Regions from separate parts of the Rattus norvegicus genome. Here all the other regions are linked to region 2. A link is a contact called in public Hi-C data. All regions are on one chromosome and are shown on one strand. Each heading gives the region's core, a stretch centred on a gene start, on an enhancer-like site or on the middle of the called end of the contact. The rest is flanking DNA. Distances are from core to core; before and after follow the strand shown.

What was found. A called contact is a pair of places that touch in the nucleus more often than the background predicts.
Region 1: a Hi-C map of kidney shows a contact between it and region 2, with 2.9 times the contacts expected there. The contact joins the enhancer-like site here to the promoter of Nrp1 in region 2. A contact is called at or near these places in 4 of 12 Hi-C or Micro-C datasets (the Rat2 cell line, Schwann cells, kidney and 1 more).
Region 3: a contact with region 2 is called in a Hi-C map of hepatocytes, with 2.5 times the contacts expected there. The contact joins the enhancer-like site here to the promoter of Nrp1 in region 2. A contact is called at or near these places in 12 of 12 Hi-C or Micro-C datasets (the A7r5 cell line, the Rat2 cell line, Schwann cells and 7 more) and 1 of 1 datasets of contacts at active chromatin or transcription factors (oligodendrocytes).

What each region holds. Positions count from the first base shown.
Region 1 is chr19:73,123,239-73,127,167 of GRCr8, reverse strand. No RefSeq gene overlaps it. Among named protein-coding and RNA genes, the nearest start is that of Nrp1, 130 kb to the left of the region's middle. Within about 2 kb of position 1,492, at least 19 of the 93 cell types and tissues checked have an H3K27ac peak or open chromatin away from gene starts, as enhancers often do. A contact at or near this core is called in kidney, where this site is marked.
Region 2 is chr19:73,254,352-73,257,946 of GRCr8, reverse strand. It overlaps Nrp1 (neuropilin 1), which reads right to left and starts at 1,390. Exons shown (of 18, transcript NM_145098.2): 1 at 1,313-1,390.
Region 3 is chr19:73,392,950-73,396,784 of GRCr8, reverse strand. It overlaps Nrp1 (neuropilin 1), which reads right to left. Exons shown (of 18, transcript NM_145098.2): 13 at 3,027-3,086. Among named protein-coding and RNA genes, the nearest start is that of Nrp1, 140 kb to the right of the region's middle. Within about 2 kb of position 2,269, at least 13 of the 93 cell types and tissues checked have an H3K27ac peak or open chromatin away from gene starts, as enhancers often do. A contact at or near this core is called in hepatocytes, kidney and liver, where this site is marked.

The DNA.
Region 1 (3,929 bases), core at 243-2,742, 130 kb after region 2:
ATTGAGTAAGACACTCAAGATCTATCTCTGGTCTTACTGTCCCCTTATCCCACATATATAAATGCATGAAAGTTCAAAAAGCCTTTTATCTTAATATTTCTGTATATGTATTTGCATGTAATATACGCATGAGTACATATTTGTGTGTGTACATGTATGTAGAGATATATGTGTTTACATTTCATGGATGTCAGAAGTTGATATTAGATATCTGTTTCTATTGCTTTCATTTTTTCTTTTTTTTTTTTTTTTGAGCAACCGTTTGCCTAATCTGGCTTATCTGAAAGATCTAGAGATCTGCCCCACCCTCACCCTACCCCCACCACTATACTTATAGGTGCACACCATTATGCCTGGATTTTAGTAGGTGCTAGGGATCTAAATTAGGTAATTATGCTGGCATACCAGGCACTTTACCAATTGAGTATCTCTCCAGTTCTCCCAACCCTGGCTGAAATAGAAACAAACCCATGTGGGATAATAACATAGGTTTCTTTCTTTTCATTAGTGCCCTGAGCAGAGTGTATAGGGTTATAAAGACTTGAGTTCATGGTTTTTGACCAGAGGCCATTGTAACATTTCCAGATGGGGGAAGAGAACCAGGTATAACTGTTCTGGAAAGGTCATAAGCCTGTGGATAAAAGAAAATTAAAAGTGCAGTTCTGAATGACCAACACACAATGCTTTTGTGGTAGTTTTCTGAAGAGAATGTTGGATCAATATAAAACCATGTCCAATTGGCAGTGGTGTCTAAAATAACTTCAGATCTGGCTTCAGAAAGAGCTGAGAGAGAAAAAGAATTACACAAAGAAGCATGTGGGCAACAAGAAATTTGTCTTACACAGAACAAATCTTGATAACAGATAATTAATTCACAGAAGCTTCTGAAATTATTCAGCATGTTGTGACCATAGTCTAGAATAATGAGAAAGGGCGTGTGTCGAATTTCACTGTAAAATGTACCATTCCTAGGGCTGGGAAGATGACTGTCAGTAATGAGTTTGTCTTACAAGCATAGGACCTGAATATGATCTCCAGAAGCCATGTTGAAATGCTGGGTGTAGAAACACATGTGCTTGAAATCCTGGTGCTGAGGAGCAGAGACAGGTAGATCCCTATGGCCTAATGGCCAGGCAGCCTAGACTACTTGGGAGTGTTCCAGACCTAGATTGACAGCACCAAAGGAACCATATCTAAAGATGGTCTCAGGCTGCCACGTGTATGCAAACAAATGTACATGCACACACGTGTACCTACACACACACACATACACACACACACACACACACTCTCTCTCTCTCTCTCTCTCTCTCTCTCTCACACACACACACACACACACTGTTTCACGTAAGAGCTTGGAATTGTATAAATTTTTTAAGCCATGCACATGACTGTCCCTTCATTTCCTAAGATTTATGTAGTGACTAGAGCACCATTAAAGACAATCTCTGAAGGTCAAAACAATGTGAACAGCCTGGATGTGTGCACTGTCAGCTGAATAAGCCATGGGGCTGAAGGGATAGGCCTGGAATCCTTCCACAGAACAGGCCTGGCAAATTCCCATGAAATTAGGTCACTAGGCAAGTGTCCCAGGGCTGGCAGCATACTTAGAATTCTTACTTAATCTCCCTTCTAAGTGTGTTTTTTAAGAGTCTTTAGCACTTAGAAATTTTGCTAAGGTAGTATCTGAAATAGCAGAATGGTCTGAAAGTACATCAGATGAATGCTAAGTCTGAAGAATACAGATTAGAAAGCCCAGAGAAGGAAGAGGGAAGCTTAGACATAGAGACTCCAGTGTAAGGACCGTTCCATTAACAAGCGTTTACCACAAATGTTCAATATATCCAATACTCCAGCGTCTCTGTAGGTCAGGAAGTAGAAGTCCTAGGTCAGGTTTCCATTCATTTGGAAATTTGGTAATAGCCCAAACAGGGCAAATGCACCATTTTAACCCACATTTCCCCTCTGATGGTCTTCAGAAAGATGACCTTGACTCTGGATGCAATCACTCTGCAAGCACTGACCTGGCATACTGAATTACAAGGCTCACCCTCTTCTGTCACCTCAGAGTTCCAATTCTGTTTTTAGATTCCTGTTTCCTGGCACTTTTGCTTTTAAACTTCTCTGAACAAATACCCACTTGAGTGCTCTTGGAGACCCAATAGTGGTTCTTCATCAACAAAATGTTAAGGTCAAGTGTTTGGAACTTAAAGAATTCTGCTTTATCTTAGTATGTGGTCATTCCCCATGTAGCTAGTAACAATACAACTTCCTGGGGAACAGTAAGAACCTCCGATCACTGTCTGAAGTTCCTGACAGGGTGAGAAGGTGCCTCTCTGTGCTTCAGTGGAAAGGTGACCCATGCTCATAAGAACACTCATAAAAAGATAACATCTTAGAGTCAGAGTCTAACAGTATGGGCTTTTTTTAAAAAAAAAATTTTGAGTATTAGATGCTGGACACTCTCGGCTAACAGGTTAAAATTATGTGTCTGAGGGATATCTGCTTCCTGATGGGAACACCTCAATATTACTTGTACCCTCCTTTAACTTCAGTTCACTGACAGCAGGCTTTTCTGTTTCTTATGAATTTTATCTTCTTCTAATAGTGAGGAATTGCTCATGTCACGTTGTAAACCTAATTATTTGAAGAAGGGTTTTATGTCACATGTGGCTGACTGCTTATCTGTAATGTGCAGAAATACTAATCTTATTTGGAAATAACCACAAGGATCTGCTAAATTATGGATAAAGTCTGAATCACTTTATGCCTAATTATAAAAATAATGAGTAAAATATCAAAGAAATTTGTTTGGGGAATTCTAGTGAGAGAAAGAAGCACTAATAATTTTCCTAATAGGACTTTGGAAATAACTATACTCCCAGTTTTATAGGAAAATAGTTTCATTATTATTAATGTTTTTAATTCCCAAAAGTTAGTTGTGATTTTTTTGTACATAAGCTTGCTTGGAAAACAGACAAAATGATATCATTATTATGTGAATTTTATTGTGTCTCTATGAAAGCAAAAATAAACAGAAAGATTAATTTCAGATAAAGATAAAGACATCTCTGCAACTAAACAGTCCTTGGCAAATGAGTTTAATTTCCTGGGACTTGATTTCTGCCTCTATAAAATAAAGAGACTGGAATTAGATCACTCCTGATGGGAATCCTGAGGGTGTGTGTTCCTCAGTCAGCGGAATCTGGAAGTCTCTGTACTCACTGCCCTATTGAAGACTCATGGGAAGGCTGTGCACTGGAGGGCCTCACCTCTGCTGATGCAAACATTCCCAGCTGATTTAGCTACAGAATTGCCCTCTGGCTGCTTTATTTGACGAAATCAAAACAGTCACAGTTTTGGGGAGTGCTAGCTGGAAGGATAGGAAGTTCCCCAGTCCCCATAGCAAGTTGTTTCGTGTACTTCATAAAAGAGAGTGAAGAGCTAAGCCACCTTTCCTTTCCTCCCCTTTCTCCTTCACCCCAGCTCACTCACTCACCCCTTTAAAATAGGAGATAGGGTTGGTCTTATGTTCCTATATTAACTAGCCTCAAACTCATTGTATGGCTAAGGATGATCTTGAACTCCAGATCCTGCCTTTGCCTCTGCCTCTGCCTCTGCCTCTGCCTCTGCCTCTGCCTCTGCCTCTGCCTCTGCCTCTGCCTCTGCCTCTGCCTCTGCCTCTGCCTCTGCCTCTGCCTCTGCCTCTTTGCCTCTGCCTCTGCCTCTGCCTCTCTGCCTCTGCCTCTGCCTCTGCCTCTGCCTCCTCTGCCTCTGCCTCTGCCTCTGCCTCTGCCTCTGCCTCTGCCTCTGCCTCTGCCTCTGCCTCTGCCTCTGCCTCTCTGCCTCTGCCTCTGCCTCTGCCTCTGCCTCTGCCTCCTGACACAGTTATGTATCACTAAGCTTTAGTAGGGATTTTATGCATGTTG
Region 2 (3,595 bases), core at 141-2,640:
AGTTCTGAGAGCCCGGGGTTAGCTGCTACTTCAAGGAACTCCAAATCCCTAGTCACCCGCGCCCCAGGTGGTGTGGATCACGCGTCAGTCCTTGCTTTCACTTCCTGGGTGCCAGCCTGAGGTTTGGGGCGGGAAGCAGCCAGGCACTCCAGAATGCTGCGAGTAAGACTGTTGACCAGAAGAAGAAGGCTGTTCTGGGAGACGCGCTACTAGAGAACTGCGACCGTGCCTCTGCCACGTAAAACATAGGCAGACCTTCTTGGAGCACGGAGCCTGGCTGCAGCCGAACAAGACCACCTCGCCGTGCATAAAGGCGAGGCTGGGTACCCGACCCCCCATCTCCACCCCTGACGCTGCAGGCTGCATTGTTCCCCGAGATTTGGTGCCCTCTCCTTTGGGGTTACATGAGCCAGGAGGATGGATGGTGGCGCGCCTTTCAGCTAGGGGGCAGCCGCCAACAGACACAGAGCAGCCACGTAGAACTCCAAGAATCTGAATCAGGGGTCCAAGGTTCTAAGGGTGGAGGGGCCCATTTCTGTGCACCCTGAAGGAAGGACAAGACTGGCAAGGACCCCTCATGAGGGTGACAGGATGATCTTTGCAAGGGTCTCGTAGTGCCAGGTTTAGATTACAGGCAATTGTGTCTACTGGTCCTCCAGCCTCACCCGCCACCCACAGAAGAGGTGCGTCCCAGTCCCCCGCGTCTGCCCAGTGCTTCCCCTCCCCCACGTCGTCCGGTTCCATCCTCCAGGGCATTCCGAGAACTGCAGCAGGTGGTGTTTGGCTTATGAATAGCAAGGACACCCAGGGACTTAAACTGGTTGAGGCCTCTGATCAAGTACGAGTATAAGAGACTCTATGCCCTCGGAAAGAGCTGGTGGATAAGGTGAAAAGGTCATACGCCTTCTGGGAGGTGGCATTTATAGACACACTACCACCACAGAGACTAACTCCTACCTGGTGCAAGGGCTGGCAAAGATTTAGGATTGCTGGCAAGGAGACTCTGGTCAAAGGTTTTGGCTGAAAAATTAGGGTCAGTCAGGGAGAAAGGACACCCGGGGACACTGGTGCCCCAGGCCAGGAATCTGCGTTGGGTGTCTGGACTGGGCGCTGAACTGAAGCTTGTGCATTGCGCGGATCTCCAGCCTGGGCTCCGGCGCAGGACCCACTGGCTCCAGAGTCCAGCCTTCTTTTCGGCCCTGGTTACCGAGCCCGCCTCCAACGCAGCCTCTCCCTCCCTGCCCCACCGCAAAGCCACCCCCTTGTGTAGAGAGCCAGCCCTGGAGCGCCTCCGTTAGTCGCCACTAGCTACCTCTTTGGTTCTCTGACCCTTATGGAAGACCGGGTGGGTTGGGCGTGCCAGAAGGCTGGGAGTCAAACGCCTGAGTCGAGCGGAAGGGGCAGTCGCGAGGCCGTTGGCCCTCTGCAGGCAAGGTCTAGGCGATAGCCGCGCCCAGGGCAAAGCTGAGGTGGGAGGAACAAGAGTGGTGGCGGGGTGGGGAAGCTGGGGGTGGAGGGGAGCTGGCAATCTGCCACAGGGAGCGCGTGTCCCTACCTCCCTACGCCAGGCATCGGGCGCATCCTTGCCAATTCCAACTGTGCTGGGCAAGCCTCAGACTCAGGGTGACCCGGAGCCACCTTAGCCCTGGAGTCCAAGAGACCGGTGTCTCGGAGGACTTGGCGAGTCGACATAAAAGGGAAATCAGGCCAAAACTGTGGAGATCCAGATCCTTGTCTTTTTCGGAAGAGGAATCCCAATGCCCGGCTCGCTCGCCCAGGTGAAGCTGTTATTTAATCAATCTGCCCTGGGTCGGATTGAGCTAAGGGGTACAGGTGAGACACTTAAGTGATCAGCTGGTGCTCCCTGTGAAAGCCAGTTCCTCAAACCCAGAGACAAGGGGGAGAAAGGGCTTTGAAGCTTGGGGTACCAGTGAAGGACTCCTGTTTTTCTGGCTCAGTCCCTAAGTTCTCTTGACAGCTTTTCTCTAACTGGTAAGGCATGCCTTCTGTGTACTTTAGGGGAGACATACTTAAAACTCTCTCTCTCTGATTTTCCAGGACTAGGCTTATCTGAGGCTTCCCTAGATTCCTTTTTTTTCCACAGTGGGTGCTGCGAAATGGAACCCAGCCGCCCTAATTAGTAATTGTCAGCTCATGCCATTGGTATATTGCTAACCATTCTGGTTAACAGCCTTTTCCTGTGCCGTAAGATTCCATCAAGAAGAGATAGGCCGTTTAAGATACCTGCAACTCTCCACCCAGGGAGACAGACTGGCTTTATAGGAGAGCAAGTGTGAGACAGAGGAAGAATTTGGCAGTATTCCTAGTTTGATTTTATTTTGGTCTCGTGCACACATTCCTCCTCTTGATATCACAGATCTGCCTAGGAGACAGGGCCTGCTTCCACCTTCAGGTGATTTATCTATCTGCTGCCCTAACCGTGCTGGATAGAGGATGTCTGTGGTCAGTACCACCTCAGGGACTGCTGAGGATGCAACCTGTTTGAGCATGGCCAGTATGAACTAGCTGGGTGGAAACACCCTGCTCCTTTCACCGAACCACATCAATTTGTTAGAAATAAGAGGAGAGTCATTGCTCCCAGAAGGCCTTTGGAGCCACCTATTTCTGAAGGGCACAAATGGGGATGGGTACAACACGGGGATCCCAGTTAGCTCAAAACCAAATCAAGTGCATTCGAGATGACGATGACGCATTGCGTTGTTTTTAAAACACAATCTACAGCTATAGAAAAACAATCGAAAGAATTCTTGGGAGCTAACCAACATCTGACATGGAAGGAGAGAACTGTGGAAAGAATAAGAAACTACAATTTACAACCACACGCAGTGGTCTGGAGTCGTGATCCCAGCACTCTGGAACAGGAGGCAAGAGGATCAGGATTCTGAGGTTAGAGTGAGTTGGAGGTCAGTCTGTGCTACCTGAGGCACTATCTTCTCAAAATAAAAAACATAAAAACAAAACAAAACAAACAAACAAAAAAAAACCCCTTTGGGTCAGAAGAAATGGCATTGTGGTGAAGGGAAGGTTCTGCTCTTTCAAGATCAATTCCCAGTGCCTATACTAGGTAACTCAAGACCACCTATATCTACAATTCCCAGGGATCCAATATCCTCTTCTAAACCCTGCAGGCACTTCCATTCCCATGCATATACCCAGCCATATGTACACACAATTAAAATAATTTAAGTTTTTTTTAAAGATTTATTTATTTATATGTAAGTACATTGTTGCTGTCCTCAGACACACCAGAAGAGGGCATCAGATCTCATTACAGATGGTTGTAAGCCATCACGTGGTTGTTGGGAATTGAACTCAGGACCTCTGGAAGAGCAGTCGGTGCTCTTAACCACTGAGCCATCTCTCCAGCCCAATTTAAAAGTTTTTAAAAGAGACAATTCCCTTACAATGACACGTTTATGAAACGGCAGTCATGCAACAGTTGTCTCTTGGGCTTCTGCCATAGCTATAGCATAGAATTTGTAGTGACAGAAGAGAATAAATAATCTTTAGTTTCGTTTTCTTTTTTAATGTTAGTTTTTATTACTTTTAATCATGTGTATGTATGTGTCTGCAT
Region 3 (3,835 bases), core at 1,020-3,519, 140 kb before region 2:
ATCCCTTCTTAAAAATAGCAGGAAACAATATTCTGAGCTTAAAACAAATTTATGGCTTCTGTGAGCAAATGCCAGCTGCACTACTGAAAGGATCTTGCCTGCAGTTGGGTCATTAAGCACAGGATGTAAGCAAAGATTTAATTTTCTAGTCAAGGTTCCTATCTAGCATGATCACTGCTTGGTTATCAGCTGGTCTTAAAGTCCAAGCAAGTGGTACGGAAGCCCACACAATCATAAGTCACCAAAATACTGTGAGCTGCTGTGGGGATGTGGAAAGACCCTCAGAGGGTGAAAGTCCTTTGCAACGAGAAATGCATTAAACAGGGAAGTCTATCCAAGCATGAATAGCCTTTTATGTCTCTAATGACAACCTAGGTAGTATATGGATATTGTATCTGTGCTGAGTGTATTATATTGATCAGAATCTTCAAGATGAATCTCTCTCTGTCTGTCTCTGTCTCTGTGTGTGTGTGTGTGTGTGTGTGTGTGTGTGTGTGTGTGGACATGTTCATGCATGGGTATGTGTCTATATGTATGTCAGAGGTAAATTTCAGATGTTGTTCTTCAGGCACCATCCTGTTTTGTAATCGGCTCTCACTGGGGCCTGGAACTTGCCGGGTAGGCTAGGCCTGCTAGTCAGTGAGCCACTGGGATCTGCCTGTCTCCACCTCCATGCATACTCCACACACCCTGTTTCTGTGTGGATTCTGATGATTGAACTCAGGTCCCCAAGCTTGCACAGCAGGGGTAAGTGCTTACATATACTCACTGAGATACCCACTCGGCCCTTAAAACAGAATCTTAAGATTCTGCTTCGTTTGCAACTGCTCATGAAAACAGAATCTTGATGAAGGAGTAGGGTCTGTCTGTGGCCACCTGTGAAGTGTGGGAGGCCTCACCTTGAGCTAGACCTGTCTGGAAGCACATTACCTCCCTGTGAGGCCCATGCAGTGACCTAACCAGAAGGTTACAGCGAACATATAGCTTTTAAAGGTCACACAGTGCATGACCCTCCAGTGAGGAGGTGAGGACCAGATTTATAACTCAGACAATGGAATAAACAGGAAACCATATAGACATTGTCTATCTCTATGACCAGGCAGGCTGTTTGAACCAGTCTTGTCTAGATGGTGGTAGCAACAAATCTTACTGATTCATGCTCTGTGTACACCTGCCCTCTGACTTCGGCAGACCCTGAGATTGGGCTGACAGCCCCTTGTTTATAAGACCTTCACAAGCGTGACCTAGAGGTCCTGTCAAACGTGTTATCGAAACCTCTACCGGTGTGGTCGCCAATGCCTTCATTTACACTCTTTTTGAAGAGCGCTATCTCGTTTAATAGGGGAGAAGAGAGGTGGATGAAGCAGGTGAGCTCACTATTTCAGGGTGCTTCTAATCCTTTCTAGCAAGAGAGGAAACTAGATGAGCAGCTAAAGTGCATAGGGCGCCATCACAACCTCATATATTCACTCGTCCTCTTCCTGATAGAGGGCCAAAGACAGTGTATTGAGAGCCATAGTTCCACAGCCTCAACCCTACAGAGAAACCCTACTTGGGACATGTAGACCAGGGCTTTCATCCTGGTAACAGACAGGTAAGAGTAAAATATTTGCGAACAGACACTGTGCCTTTTCCTTTGTCATCAGACTATTAAAGCAACATTGGAATTTCCTTGTGAATCTCATTCTGGGAGGAGGAAGGCTGCAGGCTGGGCCAGCCAGAGGGAGAACTTGGTCTCTGGGAAGACTTCACACAGGCTGACGGCATGCCTCTTGCCCTCCATTTAAACACACAACCCACGTCTGAATCTCTGAGATGGAGTTGAGGGTCAGGTCACTGGACCTCTTCCCAATGTGAATAAATCGTCTTTCTCTGCTTGTCACTATTACTTGTTTGTTTGAATGACCTGTTGAGGATAGGTGGCCAAACCTAGCTTATTGTGGCTGCTAGGGCCTGGGTTCAGAGCCTAGCAACATCTTAGGCTAGAGCCCCAAAGTCAAATTACAACAGGTCTGAGCAGGAACACAGCACTTGGTGGATTGAGGTGACTGAGGGGTTTGGGGCTATGTGGGAACAAGCATTTTGTCAGCTGAACTCCTGAAAACTGGGAGAAAGTTCTGCAGAAGTTTGCTTTGCAGTTTAATCGGGTCAATGGTGACGGTGGCCTTTAAGGAAGCATGCTAATTAGGGAAGTCCTTTCTAGTCCTCTGTGAGGCAGTCAGTGTGGAGGAAACACTGACACACACACACCACACGGTCCATTAATAAATGACTGCAGAGGCCAAGGCTGAGTGAACTTCAATAAAGGAAATGAAAGTATCTGGGAAGCTGACCCTCTCACCTTCCACTAATGATTAACTCCAAAGTATTTAAAAAAAATCCCTCTGGTTGCTTATACAACTGCTTCCCTTCATGTGAGTCTGTAGGGAAGAATGTCACAGAATACGAACAGAAAACAAAGGAGGGCAGCCTTTGATAACCCGCACCACTGGGCGTACAGAGTCCTTGGGTTTTCCTCTGAGCGAGAGGATAAGGGGGATGCTCCCAGGGTGTTTCTCTGCCCAGGCACAGTGTAAACCTTGGTTTCCTGAGCCAGTCTTGTGGCACACCCTCTGTAAGTGCTGTTGTAAAACTGCCAACTCTGTGGCAGGCACAACAGACAAACTTTGCGCTTCTTGATTCTGCAGAATGGTGATGAAAATAAATAGTTAGGCTGTGGCTTGTGAGATTTCCTTCTTCTAGTTTGCAAACACAGGCCACATCAGAGCTGTGCTGCAATTAAACAAAGTATGTCTCTCAATTCCCTGGGGGAGGGGGGTAGCTGGGACTTGTCATTCAGCAGTGACTGATGAGGAAGGGAACCTTGTTCACTGGGGCTTACCGGGGACCAAAAGCATGTGGCTTTTATAGCCTTGCTGTTCTCCTAGGCCTTTAGAGCAATGGAAGCCAGAAACCTCAGTGTGATGCTATTTTGGGAGTGGGATTGGAAGGGGTGTATGGAATATAGACACTTTAGGTTTTCATACCTGATTGGATGGTGCTGTCTATAATGGTTGGCTTCTCTGTGGCCAGGACAGTGGTGCCTCCTGAAAAATAAGAGTAGCATCATACCAAAGTAAGAAAACAAAGGTAGCATGCAATAATGTTACAAGCTCACATCTTTACACATTCCCCACAGAAAATTCTTACTTTAGTTCCTGCCAGGACCAATCACATTTGACTGATTCTTGGTCTACCACAATATCTAATTCAAACAACATTACCGTAAGATTGCTTTGTTTTCATTTTATGTATGTTTTGTGCATGTTTACCTGTGTGTGCAGATTCACATTAAGTGTGCAGGGGCATGCTCATGCAGATGCCAGAAGATAATCTAAGGTGTCGTGTCAGAAATATCACTTAGATCCTTTGAAACAGGACTACACAAGTAGGCCAGATTGTTGGCTAGTGAGTCCCGGGGACCCCAGCTATAAGCTTGTTGCTACTATGCTGTGTGTGTGTGTGTGTGTGTGTGTGTGTGTGTGTGTGTGTGTGTGTGTGTGTGTATTCTAGGAGTTGACTTCAGGTCCTTAGGCTTGAAAGGGAGCCCCATATCAATTGATCTATAGTCTCAACTCTAACAGCATTAAATGAAAAGACATTTGCTTACAACTTTTTTAAATGAACAAATAAATATTGTCTCTATGATACACAATCACTCTCTCTTTCTCGCTCTCTCTCTCCCCCTCTCTGTCTCTGTCTCTGTCTCTCTCTCTCTCTCTCTCACACACACACACACACAAACGCACGCGCGCGCGCTAAATTGCACTAATTAGCAAATGCATTACCCTACACC